Regions from separate parts of the Mus musculus genome. Here region 2 is linked to region 1. Evidence: chromatin contacts called from public HiChIP or PLAC-seq data. All regions are on one chromosome and are shown on one strand. Each heading gives the region's core, a stretch centred on a gene start, on an enhancer-like site or on the middle of the called end of the contact. The rest is flanking DNA. Distances are from core to core; before and after follow the strand shown.

Region 1 (6,003 bases), core at 1,632-4,131:
GTCAGTAATGGCGGTGGACATGTATCCTGAAGGTAGCTGCTGAGCTTACTCTCACCACAGAAGTCAGAGAAAGGAATTGTTTGGTTTCTGGCCTGCGTTGCTCAGATTTGGGTCCCATGCACAGTGTGAATCACTTGTCCCTTGTATTTTCCATGTTCTTATTTGTAATTGGGAATAATTTCTACCGCTAGTTTCTTTCTGGTTTTAGCTGTCTTTGGAATTTAACATTTCATGATCCATCAACATAAAGTAGTCTTAACACTTAGAGGATCTTTAAAAAAATTCTTTCATAGGTGAATTTTGCTTATGAATGCTTACCAGTTCTAAATATTCTTAATTCCTTAGCCATCTGCTTCTCTTTTCTATTATCATACTAGCTTTCCAGGGGAATAAATATGTCCAAAGTTTCTGCTCTAAAAGACAGTACTCCTGAAAAAGTTCAGTGTCATGAGATGGTAACAGGAATTATGACTTAGTCGTTTAGGGAAGCCACTGGGGAGTGGGGTGGGTGGGTGAATATCGGGCAGATAGGACGTGAATGTGGATGGTGGGTGGCAATGGGTGGAGCAAGGCTTTAAGTGAACGCTTTGTCAGTACCTAGCAGGTAAAAGAGAGATGGGAAGAAAAGAAATGCCCAAAAGAACATGAGTTCTGAAATCAAGTGAACAAATGAATCAATTTATTCTCCTTTTAGTTCCAGTTGTAGCAGTCACAAACCACACTGCAAAGCAGTCACCTGCATTCTGTTGTCTTCTCCATAGCTATGCTGAGTCACAGCCTCTCTTTTGTCATGGGCTGTTTGCTCAAAAGAGAGCTGCTGATGTTTTCCTTTGGAGGTGTAGACCAAAACCAAAAAAGGGAGTGATGTGACATGGTGGGTGTGGGATTGTGGGTGTGGCGTGGTGGATCTGGAATCGTAGGCGTGGTGGGGTGCTCTCACCTAGCGTCAGCTTTTGTGGTGAGGACCACTCATCTGATCACTGCTGTGGAGTCTCCGTGCAATGTGTCATCTATTTTGGCTAAATACTGTATTTCCACCTGTCTTAATTTTTGTAGTTTCAACATTGGTTTTCTAGTACTAATGTCTCTTTTTCAGAATCATTCTTTTGCTTTGTAAGCTGCCAGAAGAGAAGAGATGTCATTCCAAAACTTAGCTAGCAGCAGTCAGTCGCTGAATCAATATTACTGGCCAGCTGTCACGTCTCTCTCTGAGCCCTGTCAGCTCAGCTCTGGAAAGAGAAGAAATAGGCAGATCCCAAAACCCGAGTTTTCCCTGCTGCTTGGATAGGCTCTCCCAATAATTGGTTGATTTGCCTTCTCTCGTGAACAGTGGGACCACGTTGACAGTGTGCCTTTCTTTCTTTCTTTTTTTTTTTTTTTTTTTTTTTTTTTTTTTTTTTTTTTTTGGTTTTTTCAAGACAGGGTTTCTCTGTGTAGCCCTGGCTGTCCTGGAACTCACTCTGTAGACCAGGCTGGCCTCGAACTCAGAAATCCGCCTGCCTCTGCCTCCCGAGTGCTGGGATTGACAGTTTGCCTTTCTTCACTGAGTTCCCCAAGAAATTCTGTGAGGTCTTAGTTGATAATAGCCTATGATTTGTTAGGATTATTAATTAGTAAATTCCTTGTCAGCCTTTTCCCAGAGATGAAGCATATTTAACTAGGACCCTGAGTGAGTATAGACAAGTGGAAGTGAACTACAGAGCCCTGTAGACTACTCTGGCTCATTTAAGGGCGGAACACGTGGCCCTCTGTTATGTGAAGCTTCATCATGATAGCGAGGGACCCAAACGCTGAAGAAAATGATAGACTTTCCATGTCACTTTTGTTCCTATTGGGTGTGTTGTTAGTGCCACCCACTCAGAAACGTGGGACAATTGATGAGCATATGCTGCGGTCTACTACCTCCCAGACTCAGTTTGAGGACTGTGACGTACCCTCAGGTCTTGGTAGCTCGGGCTCTGCAGGACCTTATCCAGTTTATACCACTAGTTGTAGTTCTACCAGCTCAAAGCTGTACTTGAGCCCAATGAAAAGGGTTTGGTTTTTGTTTCCATTTTGTTTTTATAACATCCATGTCAACCTAAGTTGCTGTTTAGATAAGAACTCTCCTGGCCAAGAGTGAGGAATAAAATCTCCGAAGTGGATGCCACACACTTCCTGTCTGCCTGTTCATTCAGCAGGCCCTGAAGTGAGATGGCCAAGAGCCTTCATTCGGGTGGAGGGGCCCGTGCTGTGGCAATGCAGCTGGGTTTCTCACAGCACGCAGGAGAGCTTATAAATAGATAGACTTCAATCAACATGCTGCTTACTCAGGTATGCGCTCAAATATAGTAGCTGTATTCCTTAGACAGACGCTGCCACTAAACCCAGGACTATACTAATAAGAGCATAATCCTCGTGGGCTGCAGGTAGCCTTGGGCTCCGCCTTTCACAGCCAAGACCTAATAATAATTGTGGCTCGTTTGCTCTTCACCAGGAGAACGCAAAAGCTGAGCTGGCTCTTGAATTGTTTCCTCTGTGCTTTCAGTTAGCAGGAGTGGAGATGTGTGGCTTGCAGCAGAGGCCGTGTAAACCCTGGGCTGTGTGGCTGGGTGTACCTCTTGCTACTTGGCATGGTACACTTTCTCCTCCCCCTGGTTAACAACATCTGTGCCCATAGACTGTTTTAGTTTTTCCTTTGACCTTCGGACAAACAGCCGCTAATGCATTATGTGACTCCTTTTGCAGTATCAGAGTTTGGCTTTCTATGGGCAATTTTTATTCTATTTTATTTTATTTTGCCCCTTCCTTGGGCTTGGCTTTGTTCAGCCACACTGTCCTCCTCCCACGTTCTGCAGAGCTGGCTGTAATTAGTTCGCTTAACACAACACCAAAAAATTTCCCCTTGCCAGTGATGTCAGATCTGCCTTCCCTTTTATTATTCTGACTTATAAACTGCAGTGACCCGTGAGTCACCCTCGCCATCTCCTGGCCCTGTGCCCACATTGTGATCTATGAAAAGGGAGTCCTGCCAAGGGCTACAAGGCGGAAAACTGATATTATTATGGTCTTCTGAATGGTAACTCTGAGCCATTTTTTAATCTTTTGTGATGTTCTTGCCAGAAAGGGGGAGGGGATGGTAAATCATAGCAAAGTGAAGGAGCTAACCCACGCATGGCTAACTTTCTCCAGACAGGGGGCTCAAGTGGCTATCAGTATCTGTATAGAGTTAGTGCTGCTCACAGGCCAATGTGTGCTTTCAGGAGACTCAGAGACTCATAACCTCTCAGGCCTGTGTCTTCATCTATAGCCTTGTAGAGCAGGCATATAATAACATCAGCAGCCAAGAAGAGGCATCAGGGCTTTGGAAATGAAAATATGTAACAGAAAAACAGGGCAAGTAAGAAACCATTTGATGATAACCACTGGCACAATGCTAGCTGTAGACTCCTAGGGCTCCCCATGGTCTAGTGCTTGCAAAGCCCTGCTGTTCTCTGGGTTTCCATCTGTAGCGAGCTTTCCCTTGTTTCTGGGCTGAGGGTGAGGCTAAGGAAAGGGGCAGTGGAGAATGATGGACTATTTTATTTTATTTTATTTTATTTTATTTGTTAGGTAAAGGAAGAAAGGAGCCAAGTTAGAAAGATAAAGGGAAAAGGTGGTACGGATGGATGGCCGGAAGGAAGAAGAGACTAAGGATGGGGAAACAATCAGGAGGGGGGAGGCTGTGGGCAGGGACTGGAGAGGAGGGTATCAAAGCCTGGTATTGCATGAGCAGCAGTGCCATGGCAGGCCTCTTTAGTTGGTACAGCTAATGTATAACAGGTTTCTATAAGATGAAGTGGGCAGTTGACTGCCTGGATTAACTAGACTGAAAGCCCAGCTTTTATCCCTTCCTAGCTATGGCCACAGTCGAGCCCCCCAACCTCCCTGAGCCTCAGTCTCCTCAACTGCTGGCCAGCCAGAGTTATCAGAGGACTTAGGTGAAGTTTTCTGTGTGCAGATAAGACAAGTAACTCTTGGTGTCATCGAAACGGGCATTGCTGATGATCTGTCAGTTCTCAGGGGCCGTGAAGTCCCTGGATGAGGGCGACCTGCAGCGTGGCTCCAGTTTCTATAATCCCTGGTGTGTTTTGGGGGTGCAGGGGGGCGGTCATAGCCCTGTATTTTGAGAAACGATGGTGCAGAATATCTCAGTTGTCTGTGGAGCTTCAACGCTACTTATTGAAATCGTCGGCCTCTAGGAAGTCTGGTGCCAGGGCTGATAAAGCAGTCTCAGTAATTCTACAGCTGCTTGGCCAGAGACAGGCTTATGTCTCAGCAGTGCCTCCCCCTTTCCCCTTCTTCCTCTCTTCCCCCCACCGCTCCTCCTCCTCTTCCTCTTTCCTCCTCCTCTCTCTTTCTCCCTCTCCCCTTCCTTCTCCTCCTCTCTGATCCCCTCCCCTCCCCTCCCACTCTTTCTAAAGCTTCTCCCTAACAAGACCCCCCCCCATTTTTATATCTTGTTTGTTTTAACAACCCACTGAACTTAATTAGGGATATTTGCAGTCACGTGGGTGTGAGGTTATTTACTGAAGTGTGGGTAACTTACCAGTGCTTGTGTCATGAAGAAAATGACTTCCAGTCTGTCATTCAGCAGCCGTTAGCTGTCAGTAGCTCCCCAGAGAGGGTGGGGCCTCTGAGCCCCTCCATTATACCATGCTGGTGGTTGGCAGAGACAGTTGTTTAAAAGATTGGCCTACATTCAAGTTAGAAGTTGTTTAAAGACGTGACAAGGAGCCAGGTGTGGTGGCCCGTTCCCATAATCCCAGCTGTTGGGAGGCTGACTGAAGCAGGGGGATTAGACATTTGAGGTCAGCCTGGGCTACCTGGGGGAGATGGTTAGCGCCAGAGAGAGGGTGAGGTGTTTGTGTGTGCCTGGCATTTATAAGCCAATAAAAAGAAAGAAAACCAAACAACCCAACTAAAGAATTGAGCATTGTGCTAAAGGGAATAGCCAAATATAAATACAAAACAAGTGCTAAGACTCAACTTGAGTCATGAAATTAAAATCAGAGATGAGCACAGACTCTATCAGTGGCTAATGGTTAAGTGGCAGTACCTACTACGTGCTCCTGAGAGAGGAAAGTGACTGCCGGGAATGACAGCTTTATATAAGCACTCTTCCTAGAAACCCTGCCGATCTTTTGAAGCTGTGCATACCCTACAGCCCACCAACTTTGCTCTAGATGCACACAGTGCAAATCTGTCCATGTGTGGACCGTAGCTCTCACAGAGGCTTGTCTGCAGCAGCATTGTTCATCAGAGGCCCCGGGTAGAAGCCCTTCACCCGTCTACCAGAGGTAGACTTGGACCAGGCGTGCAGTCCAACAGTCTGCGTCGATGATAATGAATTCCCTACAGCCACAGCAGCATCGGTGGATTTCTTAACACCCTGTATGCATGCTTTCTTTCCCCCTGTGGACATAATAGAAGCTCAAAGAGCAGTGGAATTAAGCTACGTTATTCACTGCCTCGTGCTTGGTGTTAAGTCAGTAAAAAAGGAGAGGTAGTGATTACCTCAGGGTGAGTGAAACTGGTTGCTCTTGTGGGTTCAGGTGGGTGTTGGCTGGGAGGTACATAAAGGGCTCTGGGGAGTAGCAAAGTCACCTTCATTAACTGGGGTGGCGGTTAATGTGGTTCTTGTGCCATGAGTCATTGAGCTGAGTGGTTTTGTTCTGTGCCTTGTTCCAAATGTGTATTGTATTCACAGTGGAAAACTCCAAACGTGAGCAGCAGCGTGGCCGCACTCAGTATGATCTCTGGAGTGTGGTTCACACAGCCCCAACTCCACCCCTGTCTGTCCGTCCGTCTGCCTGCCTGCCTGCCTATTTCTCTGTCTCTCTAAATCTGTCTGCCCCCACCCTCTCATTAAGAGAAAGTATATGGCTTTTCGAAGTGAGATTTGACAATAGAAACCCAAAGTGAACTGCATATAACTAATCTCTCCATTCACCCCGACCACCAAACCTCTCCTCAAAGAGTTTA
Region 2 (6,003 bases), core at 2,449-4,948, 640 kb after region 1:
ATTTTGCTTACTGAGCAGAAAGGAACCTTTTCCCTTATACTAACACTTGGCAGTTGTGGGAGTAGGGTGTGTACTGCTTTAACCTTAAAGATGTTAAAAAAAAAAACTCAATTGGTTAAATAATAAAGTGGTGTATTGTCTGAGAACCATGGCAGTCCAGTGGCAGGCAGTCTCCAGGAGTGACCATACCAGAGCCTGGCTCTGTTGCTTAGCTTTCTCAATATCAGGGGTTTGTAGCTTTTCTTGTTCAATTTTTGTTTTTGGTTGTTTGACTTCTTGCTGTTATTAGCCTGCCTTCCCTCCTGATTTGGCTTTGGGGCACAACAGGACAAAAACTACTCTCCTTGAACGACTTCTCTCTGCCCTCATTAATTAGAGACCCTCTTCCTATACGTTTTTTGGCCATCTCAAGTCATATGACAGCCATCCTAGACCAATAGCAGCTATCTGAGAAACATAGTATACTGATTGGCTTCACCCTCTCTATTCCTAAGCTGTTTATAAACAAAACATGTGGAATTCACTTAAGCTTACTGCAGAGTCCATCCTAGGTGCTGGAGGTAGAAACAGCTCATGAGTCATATGAGATGCTATTGGAAAGGGAAGGTGATGGGGACAATTTATTAGAAAGTCTAGCTGTTGTTCACTAACCAGCCAAGAATATCTGCATAAACACAAGCGAATAAGCCAGATAAGTACCATTATTTGGCCTCAGGCTCTACCCTCACCTCAAGTATAATGGGACTCACTATGGGTTTTATTTTTTTCTTAAGTTTTATACTACATTTCAAATAAAAGGCAAAAAGAAAACTTAAGCTGTACAGAAAAAAAAAAGAGCTTAGGGGTTATACTATATCTCTGTAAATTATGTATTTGAGGGATGGAAAAATGGCTCAGCTGTTGATCTGCCAGAGGATGTAGATTTGATTCCTAGTAACTGAATGGTGGCTCTCAACTGTCTGTGGCTCAAGTACCAAGGATCTAACAGCCTCCTCTAATATCCCCAGGCACTAAACCAGGCAGGCATGTGCTGCACACACTCACTTGCAGACAGAGCACTCATATACATAAAGACACACACACACACACACACACACACACACACACACACACACACACACTCACACTCACCCTTTTAGTTAGTGGGAATTCCAAATGTCCAGCTCAGTTCAGCTTTCTCTACCTTGCACTGTCCCAGATTAACCTTCAAGTAACACTTGCAATGTAACTTTCTTGGAACCATGATGGTACTGTAAAAGGCTACATGCTTGCCTTTGTGAACTGTAATTTCTCATGACTCTCAGAATCCTAGGCATATGTGCTGCCATTTAGCAGCTCATAGGTGCGCAGAAATGTAAGATAGTTCTGTGTTGTTGCAAAGTGGAGCAGGCTGTCCCAGTGAGAGCCAGGCCCAGTGCAGTTTTCTGATTTTTTTTCCTCTTGGTTGATAGTTTCCTGCATCAACATTGGTACAGCTAATACTCCACCCCATAGCTGAGGAATTCCAAACCACATATTCCAGAATCTGGGAGTGGACAGGGGAGAAAGTTGCTGCTTGAAAATTCTACTTTTCCATCTCTTCCCAGAACTGGAATGAAATGACAGAGTTGGTCTCCTCCAATGGCAATTACTGCAATTACCGCAAAGCCTTTGCTGACTGTGATGGCTTCAAAATCCCCATCCTTGGCGTGCACTTGAAAGACTTGATAGCAGTCCATGTCATTTTCCCAGACTGGATGGAGGAGAACAAAGTGAACGTTGTGAAAATGCACCAGCTTTCTGTTACCCTGAGTGAACTGGTCTCCCTGCAGAATGCCTCTCACCACTTGGAACCTAACATGGATTTGATCAACCTACTCACTGTGAGTCCCAGGGGTCAATAGTATGCTATTTGCACTTTGTATCTTAATTTCCAGTGTCATCGAAAGATATGTTGTAACAATTCACTTTAGAGGGAGAATAATTTGAGGTCAGTCCATGGAGCCTAGGCCTAAGGAGCCTAGGACTAGGATGAGGCTCTCAAAGGATGAGGAAAACAGAAACTTACACCCACAAGGAGCATGATTTGAGACTGTAGCCTCTTGGCAAATACATTTTCCTTCTTTGGGAGAAGCCTAGTCTCTGCCTACATGAACCTCTTCCCTAAGAGCCACTTTAGCCCATTACTCTCCTTCAGCATACTTGGCCAACTAATCAGCTCTTTCCTTATGTCCTCAAGTCCTCTGCTTCTATTTTGATTGATAATTCAAAGACTCTGTCTTTATTTTATTTATTTATTTATTTATTTATTTATTTATTTATTTATTTATTTATTGGTTTTTCGAGATAGGGTTTCTCTGTGTAGCCCTGGCTGTCCTGGAACTCACTCTGTAGACCAGGCTAGCCTCGAACTCAGAAATCCGCCTGCCTCTGCTTCCCGAGTGCTGGGATTAAAGGCATGCGCCACCATGCCCAGCTCTGTCTTTATTCTTAATTTAAACTTTTTATTTCGTATTATATTTATGTGTGTGCATGGTAGGGGGAAGAAGAGGAAGAGAGAGAGAAGGAGGGGGAGGGAGAAAAAGAAGAAGGAGGAGCAGGGAGAGAGAGACTTGAGCATAACACAGCAATCATGTGCAGGTCAAAGGACAACGTCATGAGTTTGTTTTCTCTTCCTACCTGTATATAGATTCAAGGCTAAAACAGGTTGGTGTGTTTGTGGAAGGAGTTCCTTTTTCTGCTGAGTCGTCTTGCTGACTTCTTGCTTTTTTTGTTTTTGTTTACTTTTCTCTTGTTTTCATTTTTTTGTTGTTGTTGTTGTTTGTTTTAGACTGGGTCTTGTTTAGCTCAGGCTAGTCTTGAACTTGTGGCCCCTTGACCTCAATCTCCCAAGTGCTAGGGTTCTAGCCATGGGCCACCATGTGCTGCTTTTTAAAGAGTCTTTCCAGGGCATTCTTTGTTCTCTTCCAAAGCAGGAATGACTCTATTGTGCTTTATCCTGGGTTTTACATTCGCCTCAACTGCAGGAGGCTTTGCTCTGCGTTAGACTAACTATCTTTTTCTGTTCATGTGCTTTAGTTAGCACATGCCCAGCACCTTCCACAGTACCTGGCACAATTAAGAACTCAGGAGTCAGAGTGAATGCTCTGCTTAGGAGTGGTGAGTGTCAGACAAAAAGTCTGACATCCTTTTGTCAACTGCCACTCTATTTATTTATTTATTTATTTATTTATTTAGGCACTTGTAACAGATTGTTTGGGTGGTCTTCAGGTCTAGTGTTTAGACACAACAGGTGTATAAAAGATGACATCTTCCATGGTAACTTGGTTTTTGAGAAGGAAGGAACATAAACAAATTCTCTTATCCTTGCTTAAACAAGCAAAGGTACAATTTCCCCCTTTGGCTTCATAACAGCGCAGCATCTGAAACTCGGCTGCCGTTGATGAGCTGATGTTCTCTTTTGATGTCCATAGAAAATGAAAGCAATGACTCTTCTTAAGCTCTGGCAGCCTAAATTACTTAGGACTGCTGCGTTGGAATAGGAGCCTGGCTCCCAGACTTCACCCACTAACTGCAACTAAAGGATACACCCCTAAGTAGAATGGTAATATCAACTGTACTTTTAGTGTGACGTTGAAGTGGTCAAACCACAGATGTCTTGGGTTTGTGTGATTCAACAACGAACACAAAGATGTTCTCCAGTGGGGAACCACCTCACAATAACTCAAGCACCTGCATTGATTAATCATTTGCCATGTAAATATGTTTCCGTGAATCAGTGCCCAGGTTTCTAACCACAATCAGACTACAAACCACGAAACAGACAGATGATGTCTGAAGAGAAGAGCCAGTGTGGTCCGCAGTTTCAACTGTCTGCCTCCAGACTGTGCTTTTAACAGTTATGGTTATGAGTATAACTTTATAACACAGGTGCCTACATTTGGGCAATGTCTCCAACACCTAGAAGACAATGATAAAGCAGGGAAATTAAGTCAGTTTTAAGTGCATCAAGCAAGGGGAAGCTCTCGCCATGGTAGAATACTTGCCAGCATGCCCAAGACCCTGGCTCAGTCCCCAAACAAACAAACAAACAAACACAAAACCTACATGCACCAAGCTACATTATCAAGAAGATGTTTAGAAAAGTTCTGAAAAAAAATTTTAATGAAAGTTCAATGGTATAAACGGAAACCTGAATTTAAAAAATAAAAGCTAAGAAGCAGTTCTTTTTGGTTAGGAAAAGCAAATGAAAAAAAAAAAATAATGCCAGAGTATGCCCACCTCTTTTTTTTTAAGAGCACAGAGGGACAATGTAGAAGCTATTTAGCATCATATTTAAGTCTGCATAGCTCAGAGTGATAGCAAAAAATCGTAAGTGAGAAGTCTTGACCTCTGCCTTGAACCTGTGCTAGTCCATCTTAACTGTAGCTTTTTCTTCATGCTTCTGTGGTCATTCATGAGCTCTGCATTTCTACAACTCTAGAAATACAGGATGGCACAGCCATGAAAATAAGAAAACAGTTTTATGGCATTGGCCATGGCCCACCGACTCCCCTGGACAGCACAGACCTGCAGAGCAGTCACGACACCTAAGCCAGTTTCTTCGTATATCTAAGATCATCCTTGTCTCCCCACAATCAAGGAGGATGTCCATTACACGCAAAGGCACATTACGTTTTTTTCTGATGCCATGTGGAAGGCAATGTCCTCACCATGAGCCCTGAGGAAGCTTATGTGTCCACTAGAGTCTCGTGTCCACTCTATGAAGCACATGCGCGTTTGAATTAAGAACCACGTGACTGCAGCTGTCTGAGGCACAAGAGCGTGTCCACGAGCACAGCATTTAAGGGAGGAGTTCCTTTTTCTTCAGGTCAAGTGGCTGTGTTCTTTAGTGACCCATATATGCTTTAGCACGTTAAAAAAATAGAAAGTGAGAAAACTCAAGTTAATGAACAATCATTAAACACCTATTCTGTGCATCAGGCTGTCTGCCAATGCTGGAACTTTCCATGATCACTAGTTCTCCTGGCACCTTCCCCATCCATCTCCCTGGTAAATGCTCACATAGGCCCTGTAATAAATCCTGGGGGTTGGGGTGGGGAACAGAAAAATGCCATACCACCTCTGTCCCTTCCTTTCTCAAAAATAAAAGATGGAAGATTTATAAATGTCCCCAAAGTTTAAAAATGACCAACTCCTAGATACAAGGTTGGGGAACTCTCTCCCTTGGGTAAGAAATTACTCAGCATTTGTCACTATAACAAATACCCAGTATAAATCAATTTATTGAACGAAAAGGCTTATTTTTGGCTCTGCCTGTTAACAGTTGGCTTCGTTGCATTGGTCCTGTGGTAAGGCTGCATATCAGTGGGGCAGCACGTGGCAAAACAAGATCACTCATCTCCTGGCTGGGGAGTGGAAAGGGAAGAGGACATAGCTGAGGTTCCACAGTCCCCTTGGAGGCATGCTCTCATGATTTAAAGACTTCTCACTGGGCTTCACCTCTTAATGCCCCACTACATCACAATAGTACTGAGCCACTGAACAAGCTTTTAACATATGGAACTCTGAAGGCCTTTTAAGATGGAAATAAATAGTGACGGTTGACGTTGGGTGCACAGCTGCTCTCTGCTATGGCCATATTAATAACATGTCATTTATTATGTGCCAGTGCAAAATTAAATAATACTTTCTCCAACTCTTTCCATTATTTATTTAGAGAATACAATTTATGAGGAAAAGACCTTGTCCTTCTCTCCACTGTGTCCTTTGTTCCTTCGAACAGCATGGGTGAGGTGAAGAGCGGGAAACACAGCATCACTCTGTAGAGATTTAGACTCTTCCCCCTTTCAGGGTGGATCTGGAGACGGCATCTCACCTTGAGACCCCAGTTCATAAAATGAGGAGTTCTCAAGGCTAATGCCTCGGTTTCATGATATATGAAACAGACAAACTCTTTTCATGGTATTTTTAGCCCCATCAGTTACACTTATCATTTTGAGCACATGCAAATAGCTGGAAAGC

Evidence for each region. HiChIP or PLAC-seq counts read pairs in DNA pulled down with a chosen protein or histone mark.
Region 2: a contact with region 1 is called in a FOXA1 HiChIP or PLAC-seq map of pancreatic cancer cells. The contact joins two enhancer-like sites. A contact is called at or near these places in 1 of 484 Hi-C or Micro-C datasets (bone marrow-derived macrophages) and 1 of 115 datasets of contacts at active chromatin or transcription factors (pancreatic cancer cells).

Annotation. Positions count from the first base shown.
Region 1 is chr17:74,864,125-74,870,127 of GRCm38.p6, forward strand. No RefSeq gene overlaps it. Among named protein-coding and RNA genes, the nearest start is that of Gm31759, 83 kb to the right of the region's middle. Within about 2 kb of position 2,882, at least 75 of the 459 cell types and tissues checked have an H3K27ac peak or open chromatin away from gene starts, as enhancers often do. A contact at or near this core is called in pancreatic cancer cells, where this site is marked.
Region 2 is chr17:75,501,528-75,507,530 of GRCm38.p6, forward strand. Rasgrp3 (RAS, guanyl releasing protein 3) reads left to right here. Exons shown (of 17, transcript NM_001166493.1): 9 at 1,587-1,862. Among named protein-coding and RNA genes, the nearest start is that of Fam98a, 47 kb to the right of the region's middle. Within about 2 kb of position 3,699, at least 22 of the 459 cell types and tissues checked have an H3K27ac peak or open chromatin away from gene starts, as enhancers often do. A contact at or near this core is called in pancreatic cancer cells, where this site is marked.